Linked DNA regions of Mus musculus: regions 1 and 3 are each linked to region 2. The links are chromatin contacts, called in public Hi-C and Micro-C maps. All regions are on one chromosome and are shown on one strand. Each heading gives the region's core, a stretch centred on a gene start, on an enhancer-like site or on the middle of the called end of the contact. The rest is flanking DNA. Distances are from core to core; before and after follow the strand shown.

Region 1 (4,538 bases), core at 683-3,182, 500 kb before region 2:
TCAGCAAGGTAGGGGTGATTAATGTTCAGAGCAGTGACAGGAGGAGGTTTAAGCCACGGAGATAATAAGCAATGTGCAGATATGAGCTAAAAGGTGGAGGGACCAGGCCAGCCTTGGTGGGTCAACTCACAAGCAGTGGGCTGGGGGCTGGGCCTGGGAACTAGGGCAGTGCCCACTCTGTGTGCCAGAAATGGAAGTGTTTCCTGGGGCAGGGCTTTTCATTGGAACCACATCCAACCATTCATCTTCATGGGGACGCTGGAAGCACAGCTGATTTCGCATCCTCTGCCTGTGCAGTTCCGAAAGGAGAGGCTGGGCTCCTGTTGTCCCTTTGGCTTTGACTTTCCAATGATCTCCCTGGGGAGCCAGAGACACGGGTGGGAGGAAATCAGAGTGGGACTGTGACTATCAGGTTTTCAACTCCTGTTACACATTTTGGAAGGGGACAGTAGACACTGTCTTTACCATGTGTGCAGTACAAGATGGCCTGAACATTACAGAAGCATGAACTCAGGGAGGTCTGCCTTGGGAGAAGTCCTCCAGTCTCATCAGGAAAGACAAGCACCCCACTGGGAGACCTACCCTCTGTGCTCTGTCAACACGCAATGGGGAACATTCTTCCAGGCAGAGGCAATTGCCCTTTCCATACCATCCTGCACTTAACACCTGGGAACACCCCCAGCTCACACTAACCCGCTTGCTGTTCTTTTCAGTGAGGTGCCCACACTGCTCTGCTCTTTATATTAAAGTGGCACGCCAGTTTTTAAAATAAATTCAAAAACAAAAAAACAAAACAAAAAACCTAAGCATGGTACAGCCCATAGTAAAGTGTCCACGAACCATGAAATACAGCCTGGGGATTATTGGTGAGATTCTTATCCTTGAACATCAGGAACTCCGTAGACTGGTACTTTGTGTTGCCATTCTTTCTAAAACCAAAAGCACACCTAGCTGCTTCCTACGGAATGCGGGAGAGCCTACTGCTCCTAAAGGAAGCGACTGTGGAAGTGACTTAGAAGGGGAGAGGTAGTACGCGCGAAGAGGACAGGGCCAGGCCCGTTAAGGGGGGCGCGAGGCCTGGGAACCCAAGGCAGGCACCCAGTAGCGCCTCTCACCTGTGGATGTTCATCTCTCGCGGAGGGCGGTGGGCCTTGTCATAGGAGACCTTGGCGAAGACGCCCGCCACGATGACGAAGGCGATCACCCCGCAAGTGATGTAGACGGTGAAGTTGGTCTTGTCCTTCTCCGGGTCGTACTTGTTCTCGGGCCCCGGCGACACTACCTTGGTGCTGGGCGTCTGCACCCATACGGGGCTTTGGTAGTTGGTGCACTGGCGCTGGTCCAGCTTCTCGTGGCGCTTCTTGCAGCAGAAGCGATAGTAGCAGGTGCCGCAGCAGTACAGGTAGCCGCTCTCGCTGTTGTTGCACTCGAACTCCTTGTCGTACTGGCCGCTCACGTCGTAGTAGCCCCAGCACGTCTCGTAAGTAACAGTCGCGCTGGCCGCCGCCGCCGCCGCCGCTGCCGCTGCTGCGGACTGTCCCCGCCGGCTGCCCGCCTCCGGGACGCCGGACGCTCGGGCGGTGCTGTTTAGTTCGCGGCCGCCTCGGGCCAGGGCGCCCCCAGCACGCCGACCTCCGACGGCTCCCGCGTTCAGGGTCCGGTTCCCGGAGCGGCCGCGGGCGGCGTCTGCGCCGGGCGGCAGGTGCAGGGACGCGAGCGACAGCAGCAGCGACAGCAGCAGAGGCGGCAGCAGGAGGCGGCGCAGCGCCATGGCGGGGCCGGGCGGGAGGGCGCGGGCGGACGCGGGCTGCAGGCCGCTGCCCCGGCGGCTGGCCGGGCTCCGAGGGCGGCCGGGCGGGCTGGAAAGGCGAGACGGACCGGTCAGCGGCGGGGAGATGGCGCCATCGAGGCGCGGGCGGCGGCGGGAGCGCACGGAGCGGCGGGGCGCGGGCTGCGCGGGGCTCTCAGGCTGCGCGCCGGCTCCGCGCTCCCCCTGCGGGCTCCGCGCGCCTAGCGGGCAGCCCCATCCCCCGCCCGCGGCAGCGGCGGCTCCGCGCGACTCGGCTCAGGCCGGCCCCGAAGCGCGGCTCCCGGAGGCGGCGGCAGCGGCGGCGTGGTCCCGTCCGGGCAGGTCCTGCGGGACGAGACGGGGCAGCGGTCACGGGGTGCGGAGAGCGGCGAGCAGCCGGGCGGAGAAGGAGCGCTCAGCCCTCGAGGAGTGCGTCCCGACTGGGACAGTGGCCCGAGGACGCGTGGAGAACCCCTGGGGAAGCCACCGGGCCGCCGAGCCCGGGGACGGTGCTGCCGACTGAGGCTGGGGTCCGGCGGGCAGCCGGGGTGCGCGGCGGCTGCACCTCAGTCACTCACCATGCCGGGCTGCGACTGCAGCGGCGGCGGCGGCTAGGCGGGAGCGCAGCGACCGGAGCGAGTGAGCGGAGCCGGGAACCGCCTGCACTAGTGCCGGAGCGTGTGCGATAGGAGAGAGGGAGACACACGCACTCACACAGCCGCACACGCGGGAGCGCCGCGCGGGGAGGGCGGGGAGGGAGGCCAGCCGCTCGCCGCCGCCCACGTTTCCACGCCTGGGCGCCCGGTTGGGGGACGGCAGGACTTCTCTTTGCCTCTTCCTCTCCCTCCTCCCCACCCCCCGCCTCGAAGCTTCGCGTCACCAACGCCGGGACACCAGTTAAGCGACTAAGATGGCAAAGAGGGAGCTCACCCCCACTACCTTCACCCCGGAGCAAGGCCAGAGTGAGCCCTCTGGAGCCGGCCAGCGGCAGGGTTAAACCTACTCTGACATTGCCCTTCTAGCCCTCTGGTCAAGTATTTCTAACCCTCCCTCACTCCCCCGCTTTACTTCAGCCTGGTCTTTGCGCTACCAGAAAGCAAGTTGGGGTTTCTGCAAGCCTCTGCCTCTCCCTAGTGGTGATGTTCACAGCCAAGATAAGAGGTCAAGCCCATTGCTACAGGTTCCTACACTGAGGCCAGGGGTCAAGTGGCTGTTGGGCCACCTAGTGTGATGAACTTAGGCTCCTTTCTCCTCCATCGCTCGTGCAGGAGTGAGATAGCTCCAGCTCTGGGTGACACCTCGAATTCCCTCTTTCTCCAACTTTTTTTCTAGCATTGAGACGAGAGTTAAAAAATAAATAAAAAGAAATAAATAAATAAAACTACCTGGGTTTTAAAGATTTCTTTGGAAAGCCCTACATTCCTGTCGTTGCTGCTGGAGGAGACAGATTAGAGAGTCCCTTGTGACCAGAGTGAGACCAGGCTGGCTGAAAGGAGACCCACGAGTCTGGCTTTCTAAGCTATGTGGCCACCCCAAGGGGGAGTCAGAGTCTTAGTTTGCTGTGTGTTGTGTGGAGAAGGTGGGAGACCCGAGAAGAGGAGCAACAGCCAGCCCCAGACCGTAGTCCTGAGAACTTTGGTGGGAGACAGAGGCAGGCTGTTAGAATGATAGTAACAGAGAATTTCCCTGAAGTGGTCTACTCAGTCCTGCTCACGATGTGCCTCAAACAAACTCTCAGCATTCAGGGAGTCTGGTGTTAAATGGATGGACTGAATTGGAGCTGAAACCCAGAACCCACGGCACAGAGGGACATTTTTACCTGAGATGGGAAGAGGGGGACTTCTCTGGCCGACCGTTCTAGAAACTCTCCGTGTGCTGCTCATTCTCTATCCCCTCCTCCTTCCTCTTCTTCCTCGGCACTTCCTCCGATTTCCTCGGCTTCGTCTCTTAATGGCTCTGTTAACAATCGTTTTTAGTGCCAATCCTGCCAAGCACACTGGTAAGTGCTAAGATAAGGAATGACAGTCCCTTCTCTCAGGAGTTCCTTTACAGAGGAGACAGTCAAATGACTTCTGCGTGGCATGTTTGTGTCATGACCGAGATGGGCACAGCCTATTCTGCGAGCAGGATACAGGCTTCTAGCATCACCCACGAGGGGAGCAGTGAGGGTCAAATACAGTTCTTGGGGTGCTAATGAAATGCCTGGTGAAGAATGGTTAGGAGTTAGAAAAACAAGACAGAATAAAGATGCTTCCAGCAGAGGCAGGGAAACTGGGAGAAAGAGGGTGGGTGAGCTAAGCATACACAATGGTGAAAGCCATAGGGGGGTTTCTAAACAAGGGCAGCCAGGAGGCACTGTATTCCTGCCAAAGAATTTGTGTTTAACAATGGCTGGGAAAATATTGGTAGGTTTGAATAGAAGATGCCATCAGATTTATAGGTTTGTTTCATCTTCAAGTCTATTGGAAGAGTGAACACTGACTGACCTGGACACAGAGAAAGCAGTCTGGAAGCTGTTGTACCCAGGCACAACATAAGGAAGCCTATGGGGCAGACATGTGAGAGGTGATACCTACTATGGAGATAATATTCTTACATCATCCAGAGCAGGCTCAAGGCAGTTCACAGTGGTCAGGCAAAGTGCCTTTGAGAGGTCTGCCCAGGGCAAGAGCAGAAGACTCGGGGGGCCGGGTAGGGGGGAATAGGCACACTCACTTGGTACTCAGGAAAGTATATTTGAAGAAAACAC
Region 2 (4,592 bases), core at 112-2,611:
GGAGACATCTCCTTCCCCACACCCTGCCAGAACATATTCTTATAGCTCTTTCTTTTTTTATGATCACAACAAAGGTGGCCCTCAACCATAAAATTATTTTTGTTGCTATTCATAATTGTAATCTTGCTACTGTTATAAATCATAATGCAAATCTGCTTTCTGGTGGTCTTAGGGGAACTCTATGAAAGGGTCCTTTGGCCCCCTCGAAGGGGTCGCGACCCACAAGTTGAGAAGTGCTGCTCTAAAGGCTGCCCTTGAATGGAAAACACTTCTGAGAAGTTGATCTTTTTCTTCTTTTAGTTAAAAGGAAAGCAGAACAGTCAGGCACCCAAAATGCAGGATTTGAGGTGACAAAGACTATTTAGAATAACAATGATTCGGTCTATGCATGTGTAAATGAGCCCAAAGAAGAGCTACTCCGTAGCTTACACAACAGGAAACTGGCTGAAATAAGTGAGCAGAGAGCTGCCAATACTTCCAAGTCTTCCCTTTCTAAGAAATGCATAGCAAATGAGTGTTGGAAACGTTGGTTTTGCAGATGGGTTAGAAATATAAATATGTATAATACATAAATAAATATCTTATATGATGAGAGCACGTGAAGGTAAAGGGAGCTGCCTCTGGAACTCACTTCAGAAATGTCGCAATGTTTTCCTCCCTCTGGAAGCACGGGAGCTTTAAAAAGAAGCACTTAAATACTAATTCCAGCACTATTTAGGACTATGAATGTGTAAATGAGACCAGACTGTGAGTTTGAAGTTAGTGTGTTTTATATAGTGAGTTCCAGGACAGCCACTGGACCCTTTCACAGAAAACGGAAAAACAAAAACAAAAACAAAACCTAACCAGAACACGCGCGCTAGCGCGTCCTTTTTCTTTTCCTTTCTCTTCTTCATTTGCGTTTCTGGTTTGTTCTGTTGTGTTTGTTTTGTTTCTTTCATTTGCTTTGTTTGTTTGTTTGTTTGTTTGTTTTGTTTTGTTTTTTCGAGACAGGGTTTCTCTGTGTAGCCCTGGCTGTCCTGGAACTCACTTTGTAGACCAGGCCTGCCTCTACCTCCCGAGTGCTGGGATTAAAGGCGTGCGCCACCACGCCCGGCTTCATTTGCTTTTTTAATGAGAGAAAGAATAAGGGAAAAGAAAGGCACATGCCAATGATACACTTTATCCACTAGAGAGCGCCGCAAGACCGTTCTAGACCTGAGGAGGGCGGGGAGGGAAGAAGGGCTCGCCTCGCCCTTGTATCCCCGCTCCCGCTGTCTGAGCCCTGCCCCTTGTCCCTCCCCCACCTACTACGCCCCGCCCCTCCTGGGTACCGCCCCGCTAGCCCAGCCTCGCCCTCTGGCCACGCCCCTCTGGGGCCTGTCCTGCTCCTCCGGCTTCCAGGTCATGGCGCCAGCAGTGGCTACTTGGGCTCCCGGCTTGTGGCGGGCCTGCAACGCACTCATGGCAGCTTTCTTCGCCCTGGCCGCTGTGGTGCAGGTCAGGCGGGCTGAGGAGGGCTGGCAGAGGGACCGCGAAGCCTGGGCGACCAGTTCTCAGGGTGGAGCCGAATTGGGACCCACAGAGTCCTTTCAAGCAGAAAGAACATGGATGAATATGTGTAGTTAGGCAACGCACTCAGAGCTTGACCTAGCGGCCCCGCGTGCAAGTTTGTGCAGCCGGTCACTTAGAAAGGGGCCCAGAACCGCAGCTCTGACACCTTTTCGAATCTTCAGCCTCAGTGAGATGGGTTTTAGCGCCTGGGAGGAAAGTGGAAATAGAATAGACAGCATCCTTACCCTTCCTAGACCTCTTCCTGATCATCCTCAGGGTGACTGCCCTCGTATCTTGGGACCTAGGATTTTCATATACACTATAATAGTTCTTAGGAAATCCCAAGCAGTTATTTTCAAAAGATGCATGGCTGGGTGGTTAGATCTACCTGTTGTGTTCAACCGAGAGGAGAGTCCCTGCTGCCATCGGGATGTGCAGACTGCTAAACTAGCTCATGGTGTTATGTACCCTGAGCCCATTGTAGCGCCTAGTTCTTCGCAATGAATAGTAAACACAAGGCCAGACCAGACAGAGGATACATGGATCTAATGTGAGCTAACACCTTGACGTTTTGACATTCTAGGTAAACGATCCAGATGCAGAGTTGTGGGTGGTGAGTATGAGCTACTTGCAAAACGTTCCTCCATTTGACACGACTACACTCTGATCCTGGGACTCTTGTCTAAAACCCAGAAATTAATACCTCTGTGAGCTCATGTCCCTAATTTTTCGCATCGGAGGGGGAAATCACTCTGATCATATAACTGATGGAGATGTGAATTCTGAACTTTCTGTAGACACGAAAGTCTTTCTGCAGAGAGAGCTTATACCAGCGACTCCCACTTCCCATGACTACACCGGGCATGACAGTAAGAGCTCCTGTCTTTGCTAAGGACTTACAACATGCTAGTCATTTGACATACATTATGCTAACCTTTATGACAGCCGTAACAAGGATGTGTGCCGGTTATATCCATCTGTGACTTTTGTTCTCAGACAACAATAGACCGTCTTGGAGGCAGACTGCACAGTATCACTGAGAAACTCATTCTTGGGTTTGGGGACAGTGTTCACTGTATAGAGAGCAGTGAGTGAGAACACCAGGAATGCAGAGCTGAGTTCTAGCCTGGTTTGAATGTTGGTGCAGTAGAACCATGGCCTGAAACTGCTTGTTATCCAGAGTCCCCTCTCCCCAAATTAGATGACCTCCTCAGCATTTTGCTCCATAGCCTGAGTTCACAATCATATCTCATATATCCCCTCAGGAAGCTCCATGTTGATTCTCTAAAAGATGGCTCCAAATAGCCACCAGCACCACCATGCTGCTCTGTGAAACCTGTCTGGGATCCCACAGAACACCTCCTCCCTAAGCCTCGTCCACCTCCTGACTGACCCAGCAATTTCTGTTCTCAGCAGAGCTACTAGGCATCTTCACTCAATACCTGTTGCCTTTAACATCACTGCCCTGAGATGCTGTCAAAAGTAAAAAAAGAATTCAGCAGCATCCATTCTAGGCATAGGTACATGCACAGTGCCTGAGTACCCTACCTTTGCTCGTTCCCACTCAGCCCTCCCTTACTTCCCCTGAAGACAGCCTTATAACTCTTCTATCTGCCTCCTGCCTCCTCTGCCTCTACAACACTGTCCGCTTTCAAACCCTTTGTTGTTTCCCAAGCTAAGTCGGAGCTCCTCCATTTGGTCTTTAGCCCCACCATAGCATGGCCCATCCCACATTTCCAGCATTGTCTTTGGAGTCTAGTCCAGAAATGATGGCAAATGGGCCTTGCCCCTAGCCTGCCTGCTGCTGTGTGCCCAGGCTCCCAGGACTGTCTCAGATGCCATCTCAGTCGCTCTGCCTCTTTCCAGGAGGATCTGACCATCCTTCCTGATCTCTTATTGTAGCAATAACTCCTTTGGCTGATGCTCTGGGCAGCCAGCTTCCAGAAGGACAGGGACATGGTCTCCATCTTCTTAGGAGCCTTGTATAAAGTTTCCTCGTAAAGATCCTCCCGAGGGAAGTACAGAAGGAATGGATGCACAGATGAACAGTACTATGTTGCTTTCTGCACTTTGGAAACTAGGTCTTCGCCCAGCTCCTTCCCACAGTCCCTGCTGTACCTTGTTCATGGAGGCTACTTGCATCACAGAGGCAAATACTGGGATGTGGATTATAACAACAGGTTATAGAAATACAGAACATATCACGTAAGAAACGAAGCGTTCCATAATTAAAGAAAGAAAGAAAGAAAGAAAGAAAGAAAGAAAGAAAGAAAGAAAGAAAGAAAGAAAGAAACTCTGGTGGTCACTTGGTGGTCAAGAGTGGCATGAAGGAATAGGGCTTTCTCTTCTCAGCCTTCCTCATGTTTATTGAATAGCTTCTGCAGCTGCAGACCTCTCTAAGCCCCAGAGGAGTATACCCAATGCGTGAGGAGTCAAAGCAGGAGCGAGATAGGTTTCCTCCTGGGCTTCCATCCCTCCAGTTACAGACAAAATGTTTCCCAAGAAGTCCCTTGGACAGGTGGCATTTGGTTTGCACAAATCAGCATGCCGTGTTGTTATTAGAGTCTCGGTGTGATTTATATGCAACCATACCTTGTTAAAATGCCTTGTATGGCATTAACTTGGCCCTGGGAGACACCGCCTTACCTATATTCCTGGACATGACCATTTTTGCAATGGATGAGAATTAGGGACAAGTCCAGGGTACTCAATGACTTTACAAATTAAATTCTGTTAAGTGGATACTATGATACCTTTAGTTTTTCCATTGGTTAAAAATAATAATAATAATGAAGGACTGGCAAAATGACTCAGTGGGTAAAGTTGCTTGCCCAGAAGCCTAAAGCCTGATTTTGGTCCTAGGGACCCATGAAGAGAATGGACTCCACAGAGGTGTCCTCTGACCACTACCACTTAGATCCTACACACATGCATATACACAGATGCACACGCATTCATTCATAAATTAATAAGCTAACTGCATTTACTAAATCCCAAAAGTATCAGAAGAGAACATTATAAGTGAATTATACCGGGTTCATATTTTTACTGAGCCTTGT
Region 3 (4,937 bases), core at 294-2,793, 460 kb before region 2:
TAAGGGATTTGTTCAGTCTGCTGAAGGTATTCCTCCCAGAGTGCTAAATCCTACAAAGTAGAAATTTAGACCCAACAACCCCTGCAGGGCAGAACTGGGAGGAAAAGAGGCCAGGCTGATGCTGAGAAAAAACGATGAGTCAAAAACTCAGGGGTCCGAAGGAGTCAGGTGAGCTGATGGTAAACTCAGCAGCACCCCTGGAAAGTGATCAAACAGAGTAGAGAAGCAGGAAAGTCTTCCGCGAACAAGTAAACTAGTCCATTCATAGCCTTCGGGCTTACGGAAGCCCCCTCAGACTGAGCAGTGTAGAAGCCTCAGAATAGAGTGAGTGATTGCTCAGGAACCTTCTCTGAAGTGTAGCCTCAGATCCCCTGAATTGTTCCACACTGAGTCTCCCAAGGCCGTCTTTCTAGCTTCTTAGGCCCTTTACTTGAGCACTTCCCCTTTCTTCCCTGAGCTCCCGAAAGCAAGGGTCTCTGGAGTGAAGAAACTGTGCACTCACTCACAAGGGAGGCATCATTGTGGTTTCCGGAGCAAAAAGTGGGTGGGAGGCGGGGCATCTCTGAGCCATCCGCAGGATGCTGCCCTTTACAACGTTAATTAGGATTTCACTTGTTTATGATAATGACGGTAATCATGATTACTTTCGAGAATTTAGCTCTCTGCGAAGAATACCTTCCGCAGATCTGTGTGGTTGTTTTCTTTGTTGTTGGAGAAGCTTTCCTTCTCCATCCTTTTTGCCCCTTGGCTTGATCGAATGCTCACGCGCCCGCTGCCCACCTTCTCCTATCCCATTTCCTCTCTCACATCTTCCGGGCTTAGAGCAACTAAGCTTAGAAAGTTAGAGAAACATAAGGAAGTCTACTAGGACTTCCTTGTCTACCTTCATCCACCTGGACCATCTGCATCCAGAGAGCAGTGACAGCTCTGGTTGTTGTCTGGCATGTGGAGGATCTGAGACAGATAGCTGCACTCCTGGGGCCACCTGAGGTTCTATTTGATGCTTTATACAGCTGTCTCTTCCGCTTGCTATTTTTCCGTTGCCTGCCAATCCTCCCTCTCCTCTTTCTGCCTCCAGGAGAGATGGGCAGGCTCCTGAGAGCTCCTCAAACCACAAAGGTGATGTGTTTGTGGTGTGAAGAGCTTGCAAGTGGCAAGAACTGCAGGCCAGAAACAGCCATCAGAAGCCCTGTGGACACTCTGCCCAAACCTGCCCCAACAGACACCCACACTCCCCTCCCACTCCAGCACCTAGCTCCCAGGGTCATTCTGACTTGCAAAGTGAAAATTACTTGTGTGGTGGTGGCTCGCTCCAGGAGCCACTGATTCCCAACTGTCAGTGGCTGACATTATTACACATAGCAACTTTTCTACTGCAAATGAAGCTGCAAATGAAATGCTAGTTTCCAGCAGAGTGCCCCCCCCCTCCAACCCCAACTGTGTGGAATTGTTGGCAGGCATGCAAGTTCGCAATGCCAGCCCTCTTCTAATCCCCCCTTGTTTTGCATTGGCCAGGGTTGTGGATGCTAGGGAACCTCCTGGAATTCACCCCTACAGACCAAAGTGACTGAAGCCCCAGCTTCTGCCGCTTCCTCTCACGGTGGTGCATCTATTATGATAATGGACTCCTGAGAGGCTTGAGCTAAACTGAAGCTCAAGTCATCACCTCCTACCCTTCGCCTTGCCTTGTCTAGGACATAACTCAAACCCAGGTGAATTAATATGCAATGAGTTAGAGAAACTTGAAAAGCAGAAGATAGGAAGGGGGTGGTACTTCTTGTGCTCTTACTGATAGGTCAGATTTAAAATTTGGGATCTCAGCTGGGCGTGGTGTCGCACGCAGTTAATCCCAGCGCTTGGGAGGCAGAGGTAGGCGGATTTCTGAGTTCCAGACCAGCCTGGTCTACAGAGTGAGTTCCAGGACAGCCAGGGCTACACAGAGAAACCCTGTCTCGAAAAACAAACAAACAAACTTGGGATCTCTTTAGTTTTCAAGGGGGCGGGGATTTAAAAGAAAGAGAACTAAGACTCCACATGGTGTGGAAAATGCTTTGTGGTCTCTTTCCAAAGCCACATGCCAGCTTTAAAAGAAGTAGCAGTTAGTCTCCTCATGCCTCATAGAATGAAGAATACCAGTGCTAATGGTCCACACAACATAGCCTGTGGTTCCAGGAGCAGGGTGGGCGATGGTGACAGAACCATGTGCTTGATTCTTTGTTTCACAGCTGGTAGAATCTAGGCAGTACAAGCTGGCGTTGTACACAGAAACGGCAGAGGATGTAAGACCTTCACTCAGCTTGGCACTGGCTAACCAGTCTGCCCCATCTTAGGCTTAGAAGCCATCTTATAGCAAAGGCAAACTAGTTTCATTCCTGTTTATGATTAAACTTCTGTTTCTAAAGGATTGGGATATGCTCACATGTAACCTTAGTGACAACTGGTTCTGTACTGCCTGTCCCAGAAACAACACCCATGTCTTTGTTTCAAAAAGTTATAACCACCTTGCAATCCGACTTTTATTTCAAAAGGTTGTTATGACTACTTGTTGTTATGACTACCTGTTGTTATGACTACCTGTTGTAATGACTACCTTATGACCATCTTGCAGTCATATCTTTGTTTCGGGAAATCCTTATGCCTAACTTGTTCTGCTCTTGTTCTTCTGTAACCCTGCTGACTTTGCTCACCAATCCCCTACTTGGAAATCCCCTACCCCAAAGCTATTAAAAAAAAAAAAACTTGTCTTCCTCAGGTCCAAAGATGACCTCTGGAACCCTGCGTTAGTGGGAGGCAACCTATGTATATGAATAAAAAAGCTTCTTTAATCAATTGCTTGCTTGAATCCATTTGGCCATGATGACTGTGATTGGTGGTCTTTCTCTTTGATTCTTTGGGGCTAACATTATGGACTTTACTTTGTGCCCTGCTCATCAATGGCTTCTTTTGTTCTGAGTTATCTTCCAGGAGCTAAAATGTCTCCTATAAACATCAAACAAACCACGGAGTAAAGAGGTCCCCCACATGCCTGCCTACTGTCTCAGAGGTAAAATTCAACTCAGGTTTCCCTGTATACTTGTTTGTTTCTACAATAATAACTTCACGACTAAAGCTGGTAAGAGCTTCATTTGGGTTTTCCATGTAGGAAATTATTTCAAAACCAATCTTATATACCCTCAAGTTACATACACCCTAGAGCCCTTTTCAAGACATGACAGATATTGATATTATCATTTCTATTACCACTTCTCTGACAAGTGGCATTCCTCGGTGACTTTCATAGTCTTTGTCAACTTGACACAAACCCAGACATATGTGGGAGGAGGAATCTCAATTGAGGAATTGCTGCCATCAGATTGGCATGTCTGTGGGGCATTTTCTTAATTGTTAATTGATATAGGAGAGGTCGGTCCACTGAGGGCTGTATCATTCCTGAGCAGGTGGTCCTGCGTTGTGTAGGAAGGCAGGTTGAGCAAGCAATGGGGAGCAAGTCAGTAAGCAGCATTGTTCCGCGGCCTCTCTTTCAGTTCCTGCCCTGACTTTCTGCTTTGGCTTCTCTTGATACTGCCCTATTACCTGTAAGCCAATAAATTTTTTTCCTTGAGTTTTTTTGTTTCGTTTTGTTGTTGTTTTGTGTTTTTGTTTGCTTGGTTGGTTGGTTTTTCAAGACAGGGTTTCTCTGTATAGCCCTGGCTGTCCTGGAATTCACTTTGTAGACCAGGCTGACCTCGAACTCAGAAATCCACCTGCCTCTACCTCCTGAGTGCTGAGATGAAAGGCGTGCGCCACTACAGCCCAGCCCTTGAGTTGTTTTTGGTCAGCATTTTATCACAACAGAAAACAAACAAGAATAGTCACAAAAATCATCTTGTTTTTAAGGTCTTTTAATTCTTTGGAACACAGATCACTATCAGCTTTGTTTAGTTATTATATGTCTGCTTTCTTTGCCTATATGGGTCTAATACTTATATACTTTGTTAGAATACTTTGTTAGAATCAACTCAGTAATATTTATTTATGTGATTATTTTGATAGCATCAAGATGATGGGATAATACCAAATTTTCCACTAAACTCCAAGCCCGCATCGAGTGACTGTTACATAGCAGATGCTCAGTAAATGAAAGAATGAATAAATTAGCACTTTGCTTTTTATCAGACCAAATGGGAAGGCTAGAAAGCCTTCAATTTTACAATTCTTTTAGAATGATAAAACATGTATAATAAAGTGCTCTTGCTTGGGCCTTTGCTTCGTTCTCTACAAAAAGCATTTTGACAATTAGTATCCCATCCTGAGATTTCTAAGGGGAAGGACCTTTAAAAGGTGATTAGGACTCAGCCTAAAGAATGGATAAATCTCTTTAAAGAGGTTGGTAGATCCATGGGTTCATAGATCTTCTCAAGAGTATGTCTATTATAGAAGGGTACTACCTCTGTTCTTTGCATTACAATAGCCTGGCCTGCTGTAGGACTGTGCCACAGGTAGCCTTTAACTTACTTAAGAACTTGTGTCAAAACAAACCTTTCTTGCAGCTTACCTACTCTCTGGTTTTATGTTGTGGGCAACAGAGAACAGACTAAGACAATCTTTTTAAAATGATTTGTTTATTTTTATTTTATGCGTATGGATGCTTTGCTTGCCTGTATATTCCTGCTACAAGAGGCTAGAAGAGGGTAGTGCAGCCCATGGAACTGGAGTTGGAGATGGATGTGAGCTGCCATGTGGGTGCTGAGAATGGAATCCAGGTCCTCTGGAAGAGTAGCCAGTGATCTTACCCACTGAGCAATCTATTCAGGCCTGGGCTGAGACATCCTTTAATCTAGATATTTTTGTAATCATTTGCTAGTTTTCATTATCTAGCATGAAAAGCATGGGAGATCTGGGTTCCAGACTTAGTGCAGCCTCCCTGGGTACTCCATCTACAGCTGCTTTACCACTCA

The links. A called contact is a pair of places that touch in the nucleus more often than the background predicts.
Region 1: a contact with region 2 is called in a Micro-C map of embryonic stem cells, with 5 times the contacts expected there. The contact joins the promoter of Shisa6 here to the promoter of Tmem220 in region 2. A contact is called at or near these places in 1 of 39 promoter capture datasets (embryonic stem cells), 1 of 15 datasets of contacts at CTCF or cohesin (stem cell-derived epiblast-like cells), 11 of 484 Hi-C or Micro-C datasets (cortical neurons and embryonic stem cells), 9 of 115 datasets of contacts at active chromatin or transcription factors (astrocytes, embryonic stem cells and epiblast stem cells) and 1 of 9 other capture datasets (embryonic stem cells).
Region 3: a Hi-C map of differentiating embryonic stem cells shows a contact between it and region 2, with 5 times the contacts expected there. The contact joins the enhancer-like site here to the promoter of Tmem220 in region 2. A contact is called at or near these places in 1 of 39 promoter capture datasets (embryonic stem cells), 2 of 484 Hi-C or Micro-C datasets (differentiating embryonic stem cells and embryonic stem cells) and 5 of 115 datasets of contacts at active chromatin or transcription factors (embryonic stem cells and epiblast stem cells).

Annotation. Positions count from the first base shown.
Region 1 is chr11:66,524,194-66,528,731 of GRCm38.p6, forward strand. It overlaps Shisa6 (shisa family member 6), which reads right to left and starts at 1,933. Exons shown (of 5, transcript NM_001034874.3): 1 at 1,116-1,933. The coding sequence starts at 1,771.
Region 2 is chr11:67,023,793-67,028,384 of GRCm38.p6, forward strand. Tmem220 (transmembrane protein 220) reads left to right here and starts at 1,362. Exons shown (of 6, transcript NM_001291042.1): 1 at 1,362-1,479; 2 at 2,117-2,146. The coding sequence starts at 1,387.
Region 3 is chr11:66,567,073-66,572,009 of GRCm38.p6, forward strand. No RefSeq gene overlaps it. Among named protein-coding and RNA genes, the nearest start is that of Gm40028, 23 kb to the left of the region's middle. Within about 2 kb of position 1,544, at least 22 of the 459 cell types and tissues checked have an H3K27ac peak or open chromatin away from gene starts, as enhancers often do. A contact at or near this core is called in differentiating embryonic stem cells and epiblast stem cells, where this site is marked.